Linked DNA regions of Columba livia: region 1 is linked to region 2. A link is a contact called in public Hi-C data. All regions are on one chromosome and are shown on one strand. The core of a region is the stretch at or near the end of the contact, and the rest is flanking DNA. Distances in the headings are between cores, read along the strand shown. Region 1 overlaps FNBP1 (formin binding protein 1). Region 2 holds the start of FNBP1 (formin binding protein 1).

Region 1 (6,064 bases), core at 1,840-4,339, 78 kb after region 2:
CTCAGACATCCAGGTGGCATCTCAGACACATTCACAGGTCAGCTGTTTGTCCCAGTGGAATGTTATGTAGGAAACACTTAGACTGTGATTTTGTGTCTCTGTTTGATGGTTTTTCAGAGCCTAATGTATTCTGTGGAGCTTTCCGCTTGAAACTTGGTTGTCATTTAGTTAGTGTGTTTGGAAGGAGAAGGAGAGATCTTGACAAAACCCGTCTACGCAGAACTTTGTGGTCCTTGATAAATCAGTAAAACATTAAGATAGATCCTCTATTCTTTCCCACCTTGATACATTTCAGATGTTATTTGCTGTTGCAGGTGACCGTAACTAATGGTTTAATCTTTGGTCACGTGAGATCAAGGGAGACATTCAGAGCTCAGGCTCTGCAATCTTCTGGTGTTGCTTTTAACTCCTCACCAACAGGTGTGTTGTGTAAGCAGTGGTGCTGCAGGGGAATCCTGGATGGAATATCTGCTCTTCCAGCTCTCTGGACACCTGCTAATGTAATAACCCAGAAATTGAAAGATTTTAGTCCTGTTTCAAATCAGGATGTTTTTGAAGTCCATTGTTAAATAATTGGTGTGGGGTTTTTTCAGTCGCTTAATCCTTCAGATTATTGTTGTGTTTCCTAGACTTTGGAGTTCTTGGTGTGAAACAAGTTGCCTCATCCAATTTAAAAGAAAACTGAACTCCTCTCATTGGGATTTAGGGACAGTAGGAGGAGAGGAAGGACTGTCCATAAACAAACACTACAACTTGATCAGTCTCAGATTCAGCATCACACAGCACTGTGCCTTGTCTGCTCCAGATGGAAGTCCAGGATCTTGTTTCATTTTGCCATAATAGGGTAGTTCTGTTTGTGTTGGCACACACAGAGTCAGTTAAATGCAGGAGTGTGAAAACCCCAGCCCCTCTGTCAGCTGTTTATTCACCACTGAAAGAGGAATTTGCCTTGTACGTTCTCCTCACTTTGTGTTCAGAACACGGCAGAAAGCCCAGGATGGGAGATCCTGTCTTATCCCCGAGTTCTCTCCTGTGGAGATCAACTTGCTTAGCGTGTGGCAATAGTTGAAAGCAATGTGGAAAGAGTTGGAAAATGTGGTGTTCAGTGGTGTAGGCTGCTTGAAACGGCCAATATAGTCTGGCATCTAAATCTGTCTTAAGCAGTAGGCACGGCTCTGCTGCCCTGGATACGCAGCGGGGTTCACATCCGTGGGGTGTTACGGCAAATCGCGTATTTATGAGCAGAGCAGCAGGTTGGGTGGGAGATGAAGCAAAACACGTCTCTGGGTGGGGTGAGAAACTCCGATGGTCCTGCTAACTGAACTCACCAAAGTTTGCCTTTAAATTACCCCTCTGGAGAGAATGTTGCAGGTGTATTGCAATAACCAGCCAGAAAAGTCATATTAGCGTGTTAATGGTATTACGTTAGTTGTAGGACGATGCTCAGTGATGGTGAAGATGCAGTCTGAGCTGGGAGTGAAGGCTGGTACAGCTGCAGCAAAATCAAATGTATCTGGGAATATCTAATCTAAAGGAACCATAATATTCACCTATATTATTTGTCAATTCTCTAGTTAAAAAGAAAATCTCAAAGAGAACTTTCCATAAACTGTCCCAGCAGCAGTATAAAGATCTGGGGGAAATGCTGCTGTGTTGAAAAGACAAACCTTGTATCAAGTATCTAAAATGGAAACGATGAGTATCCTGAAAATGACACTGAGCGCTAAAGCATTTACAAACTTTGGTAGCTCTTTCCTGGTTTTGGAAAGCAGCTCGAGCATCTCAAGGTTCGTTTTGCGTGATGGGCGGGAGGATTCGCACCAGCTCCAAGTGCATTCGCGGCTCTTGGAGCCTGCAGAACCGATTCTGGCGCAGATGTAGGCTGTGTCTGTGCTGTGAGCCAGAGGTGGCTCTGCCTGCAGAAAGCGGCTGGGAAACACTTTGCGAAAAGCTGCTGCTGAGCTTTTCCAGTCAGGGCTTTGCTGTCGAACCCGAGGCGAGCAAGACAGGTAAGTCGTGTGCTGCGGCCAACCAGGTCTGCATGCCCTGCGCAAGGGCTGCTGGTGAGCTTTCCAGCAGCCCCTCCACTCAGAGCCTGTTAGCAAACCCTAGCACAAAAAAGAACAGTAACGTCTATCTTGTTTTGCCCTTTTTTTTTTCCTAAATATGTACAAATCACTTCATAAAAATCTCTGAGTAGGTTTGCATAGGCCTGTTCATCTTTTATTCTACCGATTTGCTGCTACGGTTGTTTTAAGAGCTCTGTTTCAGAAGGTTTTCTTTAGAAGAGATGAACGCACGTGTCTTTTCTCCAGCAGTGACAGACTGGGTTAGGTACTGTGTGCTCAGCTGCTGTGTAAGTTCACCTTGAAATTTAAATGTGTGTCGCTACCCATGAAAGTTCTGGCCCGACTGTACGAATTTAGTTATAAACAGTGTTATTGTCCTTCCTAATATAAATGAAAGCCAACACAGTTTGAATTTAGTTGTAAACAGCATTATCGTCCTTCATAAATGAGAGCCAACACAGTTTGTTCTCTTTGCAATTATAAATACTTAAAAACAGGCAGACTAAGAATTGGATCTGTTGGATGTAAACTGATGTTTTGGGGCTTACACCAACCTCTGATTTTTAGGGATGAGGAAAAAAACTCTATGCACACGGAGGTGCAGCTTCTTGCAGGGCTGTTCTGCACCCATCAAACCTGGTGCTGACAACTGTCCAATACGAGAACTAGTTGGGTCATTTTGTTCCAGACTGACCGTTCTGTGTTATTGAATTGGTACCTCATCATCTTCTTGGCAACAAAACCGTGTCTCACTGAGGGATGTTGTGAAATAGCGCGATACACAAAAGAACTTGCGTGAAAGAACCAGTTTTATATGAATTCTCCACTGCACCCAACAAAAAGTCCCCCAGACAGACGGGCTGTTTGGGTGCATGCGAGGAATAGAGGAATAGAGGCTGTTTTGTGAAGTTAAACTTCGTGAAAAACAATGTTGGAGCCATGGGCTGATTAGCGTTTCGGCTCCTCTGCCGCCGTGGGCCTGTTCCTCCTCACCCCGATTATATACGTAAATCCCTATAGGCAGCTCTGATTTCAGCCTCGCAGCTCTGCTGTTTGTTTGCTGTAACTGTTATGCGGAGCTTTGACTTATATAAATAAATAAATAGGCAAAAGTTAACCATGCTGATGCACTTTTTATCTAGGATATATCTGATTATTTAATGCTTGCCAAATTATTTAGGGAACAGTAATTATAAACTGGACTGTGGCTTTTTTAAGATCCTTTGTTAAATACTTGCCCGTAGTTCTCCCAGTATAAAAAAATAATTGTATATAACATAATTTAAAAACTAAAGTTACTTGAATTTGAATTGTTTTTATCCTTTTATATATGTGTAAGTATAAATGGGTTTATAGGCTGTTCTCCTTAACCTAGCTGGTGTTTTGGTGGCTCTTCAGTCCCTCTTACGTTGATAAGTGGTTTTGGTTATTCAGCTGCCTGTATCTGGTTGGACTTGCGTAGAAACTTCTCTTTTGTGTTAAGGTTTGTTAATTCTGGCCAGTGTGATTGTTCTGTTTCTGTTCTTATTTTTTTAAAGAATCATCATCTGTCAGGAATCTCGCTATAGCTCAATGTACCATGGTGTCGTCTTCTAATAAACATTATATTTTCTCATTCCTGTGAGTTTTTTTAATGGCATTTTATTTAAGTTTCACTTTACTAACAGAAAGCAAGTGGCCCAGAGCTGCTTTTCACTTGCTTCCCACACTGAGTTATAACTGCAGTTCCTTTTTGGGAAAAATGTTGTGTCTCTATGAAAACTCTTTGGTGCTGTTTTTTGTGGAAGTGGGTGCAAGGGAGGTCAGAAGGTTCTTCCCCTGCCCTCTTGAACGCGAGGGAAGTTTGGACTCCTCCTGTATTCCCTGGACATGGTGTCTGTGGCCAACCCACACTTCTGGATTGCAGCTTCGCTTGGCCATGGAGAAAACTCACCCTCGGCCAGGGGGCCCAGGGCCGTCCCAGGCTGGGCTTAGGGGCTGAGACTGCATCTGCTCACCTGCTTATTTCTCGACTTCCCTTAAGAACGAGGTGTCTTTGCAGCCTGGTGTGTAAGGCACAGCCAGTCAGGGCTTGTCTGCAACATTCTTGATGTTTTGGCTTCCTGTTGTTGTTCTTTGGTGTCGTTAACGGTGTCTGGAGCTGTCACTTGGGCAGATACAGTTCTTTGCAGACTGACCATTGAAAAGCTGTTTGCTTTCTCTGTTGTGGACTCAGCAGGGCTGGCAGGGCTGCGCTCCTGGACCTGGTGTCCTGGTGATGTTTATTGTCGCCTTGCTTTAAACCTTGACGTGCTGATCCCAGTGATGCTCGTTGCTGGCAGGGCCGAGGGGCAATGGTGACACTGAGTGTCCCCTCCTGACATGGCAGGCGCTTGGACGCCGCGATTCCTTTAACCTTTGGCAGGCAGTGCCGCTCTGAAGGGATCCCACGTTCCCCAGCCTCTTTCTAACCCAGTCTCTTTCTTTTTTGTCTTTCTTATGTTTTAGATTCCTAAAGGTGTTTGCGCTGGTGCAAGAACCTCGGGGCGAGCTTGTCACAGAAGGAGAAACAAAATGGTCTGTTTACCCTGCAGGCAGTTAACACACGCCCACGGAAAGCCAGACTCCCAGTCGTGTCTGGAGTTCCCACTTGAAAAATTCAGGCCTAAATTCCATCCCCGTCCCGTTCAGACGCTTGCTCTGTTCCATGGCATGCTACTTGTGGCTCGGATTAACTTATCGGCCTCTCCCACCCTTCACCACCTTGGCAAAGCCCCTCTGGAAAACATAACCAACACTTTTCCCCCACCCGATTCCTCCCAGTGCCGGTCAAAGAACTGCTGGCTGCCCTTCGCAAAGGGTAACCAGAGTCCCACGCATGTCCTGGTCTGTCTCCTGTCCCCCCTTGTCCCTCGGTCCATCTGAATGTGTGCCCTGGTCCCTCAGCATGTCACACGGTGCCTTTAGCGCGGATCCTGCGGGTCGTCTCCCCCAAGAGCGGGAGGGAGCCGGTCGCTGTGGGAGCCGCTCCTGGGAGCAGCGTCACAGCAGCTGGACTGGGCTCTGAATTTGCAGATATTCCATTTGATCCATTATTCGATATCCTGCTTTCCCCAAAAGGTCACTAATACTTGTCAGCCTTTATTTTTGTTTTTAAATCTAGGCTGATGCTCATGCCAAGTATTAAACCCCTCTGACCTTGCTGTTTCCTGAAAGCCTTCAAGCTCACGTATGTACGCTTGTTTTCCTTCTTGTTCTGTCTGCCCCCACCCCTTTATCCCCCATTCCTCTCTCCCTCCTCTTCCTCACGCACACACAGACACACACAAACACAGACAGTGGCATTTCGGTTTGATGCCCCATTTTGCTGGCCGCCACGGTCTCCGTTTTGCTCTGGTTTCAGTCTGCATGCTCGCCCTGCTGCCTTGCCTGTGCCCACCTTCCCCGGGCCACCTTATCCTGTGGCTCGCGGTTGTTAATCTCTTTGGAGTTCTCTTTTGTTGGTTTGGTTTTTGGTTTTGTTTTCAGCATTTCAGACCTGCCTTCTCCTTTTGCATGACCTCTGTGCGTTCTCATCAGTCCATGTTTGAATAACAGGAGTTTTTTAGAAAAATAAAAGAGAAAAAAATAAAGAAACTGCACTCCATTTCGTTCTCCCACCTTGTCGTGGACTGGACCTCGACCCAGAAGCCAGACAGGAATTGTGACTTATTCCTCAGCCATCCTGTTCTCACATGGTTTTATTTGAAGCAGAAGTGGCACGATAAGTGATGCTGCACCTTATATCTCCAAATATCTCATGATCTGGACCTCAGCTGCCTAGGAAAAGGTCAATTGCTTTCAAAACTTCTAAATTCTGACTCTTGGCTTCCCCTGAATCTTTACCATTGCTGGGATTTCACAATCATCTTGTCCACGTTTGAGCCCCATAAGTCGGTTGCTACTGAATAGCTCTTGAGAGCCTAATTTACTCATAGATCACCACATTTGGGCAAATCTACTTCTTGTAGGGAACT
Region 2 (5,505 bases), core at 871-3,370:
CATAACAGGTCTGTGTGGTTTTGTTTTTAGTTCAACTGAGTGAAAACTCCCACCAGCTTCTGTATTGCTCAGATTTAGATTGTGTGAATTCTGTAGTGAAGTGATAGGTAATGTAATTTCTAAGTGTCATTTGGAATTATTCTTTTGAGGCTGGGACCTACTGTGCTTTCCAGCATTCTACTTCAGCATAAATGGCTCTTAATGCTCCTATCATTGCTAATTACATTAGTAATTAGCGACCAACGAAGCTGCAGGCCCTGCTGTTTTGGGCACTGTACAACTGAAAGTAATAAAGTAAGTGGCAGTGCCTGTTGTGGCAAGTTTCAAGGTAAATAATAAAGACAAAGAGAGGAAAAAGTGCCCTTCCAGAAATATCAGGAATTATTTTTATTTAATGTTTATTTTGAACCTCTGTCCACACAAACTTTAATAACTTTTCATAGGTTTTGGCACGGTTGGTTTTAATGCACTGTCATAATACAAAACTTGCCTTTCTGGTCTTTATCTTTCTGGAACTGGTTGAGCATTTCTATCTCTCAGAGCAGACAGGTTTCCCTGCCTGTGCTGGTGTAACAGGTTTGCCTTGTTCCCCTCCCAGCTCTTTGTGCAAAAGGAAATTCCACAGCAAATTTACCTCAGATGATACTACTTTGGTCTCTGTACATTCTTTTTACTCAAACATTTATGGATTTAGCTCTCAAAAAGTCATGATGCAAGCGCCTTGTCTGTTTTTGCAATGTGTTGTGGATGGACATGTATCTCGGGACAGTGGCTTTGCTGCCCCTTCCATGACAATCTGTGGAAGCACAAACCCTTGAAACATTGTGGTTGTGCTTTAGGCAGCATGGCAGGCTCAGATATTTAAATATGTTGGCAGCAGTGGGGAGAAGTATTCTGTAAAATGAGCTCAACAGTGTGTCTCTTCATTGTTATGAAGCCAGTCCTTAAAAGTAGTAAGTTTTAATGATAAACAAGTGTTGCCTGTTCCCTGCCTCCCTTCAGTCAGCTGTGTGAGGAGCTGCATTCTACTCTTACCTTCAAATCCATTGCACTAGGATAAAAATAAATATAACTCAGTTATTAACATAACACACTTGTCTTCATTGTTCTGAATGTTGGAATTGCTTAAGTTTTTTTTTCTTGTCTTTTCTTGTGTAGGGTAATGAAGTCAAGTGTCAATGAAAGAAGTGCATTAATCTAAAGGAGATAATGCTTATAGGAGCTGGTCATTTTTTATCTCTGACATCAAAAGGATCCACACCCTCTATAAGCAGATACCTTTCTCCTCCGGTGAATAATACGCTTCCCTTTTATTTTCCACCACGTAAATCTTTCATGAATAGATGTAGCAATAAATATAAGCTCTTTTTACGTTTCTTGTAGCTGAAAAACAGAAATGTAAAATCAGATTAGGTGACAGAGATCCAATAAATGCTGTTACAGAGGGATTCAAGCACAAAATAAATCTTATTTCTCTGCCGAGGAGATGGGCCATTTTCTGCAAGGCCTGCATGATTACTATAATAACCCACATTTATGCAAAGGCAGATAATTTAGTTATTTTTCTGCTTGCTCGTTGAGTGTGTTGGTGACTTAATGTTCCCAGATTTAGGTTGGTTGTGGGGGGGTGGGGGTGTGTGTGTATATATATATATATATGAGTAGCTGAGTTTGAAGAAGTCAGCCCCTGCAATCGTTAGAAGGGTGTGGGCTTCCTTCTTCACTAGGGTGGTTGCCCCCTTCTTAAGTGGCCAGAATGGGCACACCTGTTTAAAAAGCAGCTCCACCTGGCTCGGGGAGCGAGCGCTGACAACCGGGGACAAGACACCTGAGCGCGGGCGGGGCCGGGATCACCGACCGCCGCAGCCGCCCTGCGGCCGGGGGGCGCTCCCTTCACCCAGCCGGCTGCTGCCACCGGCCTGTGAGTTCACAACGGGGCGGGCTGAGAGCGGCTGAACCGAGCGGCACCGGAGACACGCTGGTGCGGACGCTGCCGTCGCCTGCATTGCCCGCGGAGTCCGGTGTCCCGCTGAGCGGCGACCGCGCATGCGTGGTACCAGCCTCACACCGCCCCCCCCGCCGCGAGTCGCGCCTGCGCAGTGCCGCCCAGGAGCTGTCAAGCGCCCCCCCCGCCCGCTCCGCCACCGCCTCCCCGCGCGGCGCCGCTCGGGCCATTTTGCGGCGCGATGAGGCGGGAGCGGCGGTGAAGCAGCAGCGCCCGGCCCCGTCCTGTTCCTCTCCGTATTCCCTCGCCTCGCCCTGCCGGGGCCCGGCCCTCCGTGAGCGGAGAGCTGAAGGGGAAGAGGAGCCTCAGCCAAAGAACAGAGAGACCCCAAACGTCCCCCACCCGCCCCTCAGCGCCGGCCCTCGGCGGCGCGGCGGAGCCATGAGTTGGGGCACGGAGCTGTGGGTGAGTGACTGAGGAGGGAACAGGGGAGGGAGCGGGGCCGCCGTTGCGGCCGTTACCGCGGAGCGCCGCGCCCGCCCCGTGTCATAACGGTCCGTGCGGAGGGGCCGGGGCCGGTGCGGGGCGGGAGACCGGGCGGGGCGGCCGGGACTTGGCTGTGAGGGCACCGCGGGGGGTCTGCCCGGGGGCCGCTCTCTCCGGGAGGTCACCCCTTTCTAGAAACTTTTCCGTGTAGCCTCCGCAGGGAAATCCCAGAGAAGACTTGTTAGTTTTCTATAATTATTATTAATTGATTTATTTTTTTTAACAAAAAGCTCCACAGTACAAAAAGCGCCCGCGGTTGTGGAGCGGAGCGGGTTTGTGTGGCTCCGGTAAGAGGCTGCTCCGAGCTGGATTTATATCCAAGGGGGTCCAATTTCAGGAGAGGGAGCTGCAGGGGAGAAAAGCCAGATGATAAAATGTCCCTTAGTTGCTGTTGAAGGCTTTTCTCTCCACGCTTGTTTCGAAGAATGGAGGTTTTTAGTTAGAGTTTTCTGTGTGTAAATATGTACGTTTTACTGGTGGGGTCGATTTCGGTGTATAAAGCTCCTTGATTGTTTTTTAAATGAACATGGAAAGTATAAACGCATTTGGTTTAACGCTGAAACGTAACTGGAAAATATCGAAGTGCTAAAAGGAACGAAAAGTGGGTGATAGCGATTTGAAATGGTCCCTTGCTAATCGGAGAAAATAGGGTAGGCAGATAAAACAAGCCTTGAAAGGCAAAATATACATATTCACTCACAAAGAGGACGTGATGCAGCCATGTTTGGCAGCGTGATGGTGGAGCATGGAGCAGAACCTGCTCCTGAGGGTTGGGAGACTGGACAGGACGCTGTGCGAGTTCAGTGGTGGGACATGAGGAATCTGGAGACAAATCTGTGCTTGGGAGGGGGTGGAAGAGGGAAACGGAAATGGTGTTTTGAATGGAGAAGTCAAGAGATGAGTGGCAGAGGGTCATCTGGATTGCAGAGCACTGCAGGGTTTCGCTCCTGGACTCGGCTCTTTGTGGCTAGTAACCAGCACAAGCTAAGATGTAAACGTATCGAAGCTTTTAAACTCTCTCTGTATAGAAATGATTGTTTTAAATGTGCCAGTCGCTGCATTTACTGGGTGCGTTTACTGCTCTGTTCTGGTAGACGGTTAAGCAAGCATCCCATTTTGCTGTGACATTGTAGTCACATTATAGCTGGATCTGGTTAGAACTAGACAGTAAATTAGGAAGCAGATGCTTACTGAGAGGTTACATGGTATGTTTGTATATTCCCAATATACAAGAGGTGATACATACTGATGAAATATTCTAGTGGTGTTCTATTGATTCATCAGTATATAAACAGCTCTGCTGCATAGGTGTGTATATGGGAAAATCTGCAGTTGCTTCTTTTTTTGCCTCTTTGATGCATTGGGGGGACATGAAGTAGTTTGGGTGGAATTAAGCAAGAGACAGTGGAACAGATTTGAGACAGGAAAATAATTTCTGAATTCTCAAAATGGACTTAGTTATCACATTCTTAAATGCGTGCAAGGGATACTGAGATGTTTCTGCACAAGAAAAGTAGCAGTAGTGTTTATCAATAGTTGTTTCTGGTTTATGTAATCTATGCCTGTGTGTATGCAGTCATATTTGTCTTCTGTAACAGCTACAAACTGCTTTTATAGCTTTATTTATAAGAAAAGTTGTTGAAATTATTGTCTTGAGCAGCATCAAAGTGCTGTTTTTTCATGTCTCCAGTGTAGTACTTGGAGATGTGTAGCACGTTACTGATGAAAAGGTTTGCACCAACAGAATAAATAATTCTAGATATAAAATTGGCAGAAGTTGCTTTATTTTAAACTGGGCAGAGCTTTGAAAACACCTCGATTTCCAGTGCTCTGGGTATTTAGGCCAAAATGCTGATTTATCTCCCCATGTTCTCCCTTTCACTGGGAAAGGAAACCACACAAACAACCTCCTTTTGTTGACCATGACATGCTTGTTTTTTAAACAAAATTAAGCTTCTGTTTACCTTAGAATTTAGTATTTATTTTCAGTAGTCAGGGAATGGGTGTTTAGGAGCAGGTGTTGTAAGCACCAAATGCCTGTTTGACAATGTGACCGGTCTGTGGTTCGATGGACTGGAAGTTGATGTGGTTACAAGAGTTTCCAACCGTAGTTCAGAAATTTGAAGTTAGCTGGAAAGATGAGCGCTGTGGATCAGGCTTGACCTGCACCCTGGGTCTCCGATGTGCTGATCTACCGGACTGGATGCGTGTTTGTGATTCGCCCCTTTAAACATAGCAAAGCAATAAAATAGAGCTTGCTCTCTAGAGTGTGTCTAATGTTAATGTGCATGGATTTATGTAGAATTTCTGTTAATTTCTGGGGGAAAATAAAAACTGGTTGCAGAAAGCCTCATACTTCAGAAGCAATAAAATCCCTTCGGCAACATGTTAAGCTATTCCCTAGACAGACTTCTAGCCTGTGATGTGAGTGTATTTTTTGCCTTTGCCTGGCAACTGTTTTTGCAATGTTCCTGTTGATACTTCACTTGAATCTAGACTTAGGAGTTCGCAGGATTTGCCCTGTGAGTGTAAGTGGACCCATAACCTGCAGAATTATTAGAGGTACTAATGCAGCATTTACATCCCATATGAGGCCAAAGGCTGGGATAATGAGATCATCTGGGGCCTCCAAGCAATCCAGTGTTACAGAGCAAAACCTGAAGGTCTCGCAGAACCATCTGTGAGTTTCCTGTGAGTAAGCACGTTGTACAGGGCAGCAGTGGCTGCTCTGTGCACTTTGTCCGTCTACCCGACCCCTGCTTAAGTCTTTCTGCCCGTTAGACGTGACACATACAGGAGCTGGAGGAAGAAGCAGTGGGTGAAGGACAAAGTACAGATACAGGACCAAACCATTTTGGCTTTCACCCCAGTTCAAGAATAGCATTAAGGGCTAACAGGTAGGACAATATAGTAGATATTTATTTAATGTTTGATTCTTGAAATTGGCGATGTTTTCTAAATACTTAACTCATGTAGGTGGTAAGTAAAAATGATGTATACCAGTGTACAGACCC

Evidence for each region. Hi-C and Micro-C count contacts between places; a contact is called where the count stands out from the background.
Region 1: a contact with region 2 is called in a Hi-C map of liver, with 1.9 times the contacts expected there. The contact joins the enhancer-like site here to the promoter of FNBP1 in region 2. A contact is called at or near these places in 2 of 2 Hi-C or Micro-C datasets (crop and liver).

What each region holds. Positions count from the first base shown.
Region 1 is chr19:5,153,567-5,159,630 of bColLiv1.pat.W.v2, forward strand. It overlaps FNBP1 (formin binding protein 1), which reads left to right. Exons shown (of 16, transcript XM_065035216.1): 16 at 4,557-6,064. The coding sequence ends at 4,564. Among named protein-coding and RNA genes, the nearest start is that of USP20, 24 kb to the right of the region's middle. Within about 2 kb of position 3,090, at least 1 of the 3 cell types and tissues checked has an H3K27ac peak away from gene starts, as active enhancers do.
Region 2 is chr19:5,076,602-5,082,106 of bColLiv1.pat.W.v2, forward strand. FNBP1 (formin binding protein 1) reads left to right here and starts at 2,121. Exons shown (of 16, transcript XM_065035216.1): 1 at 2,121-2,410. The coding sequence starts at 2,387.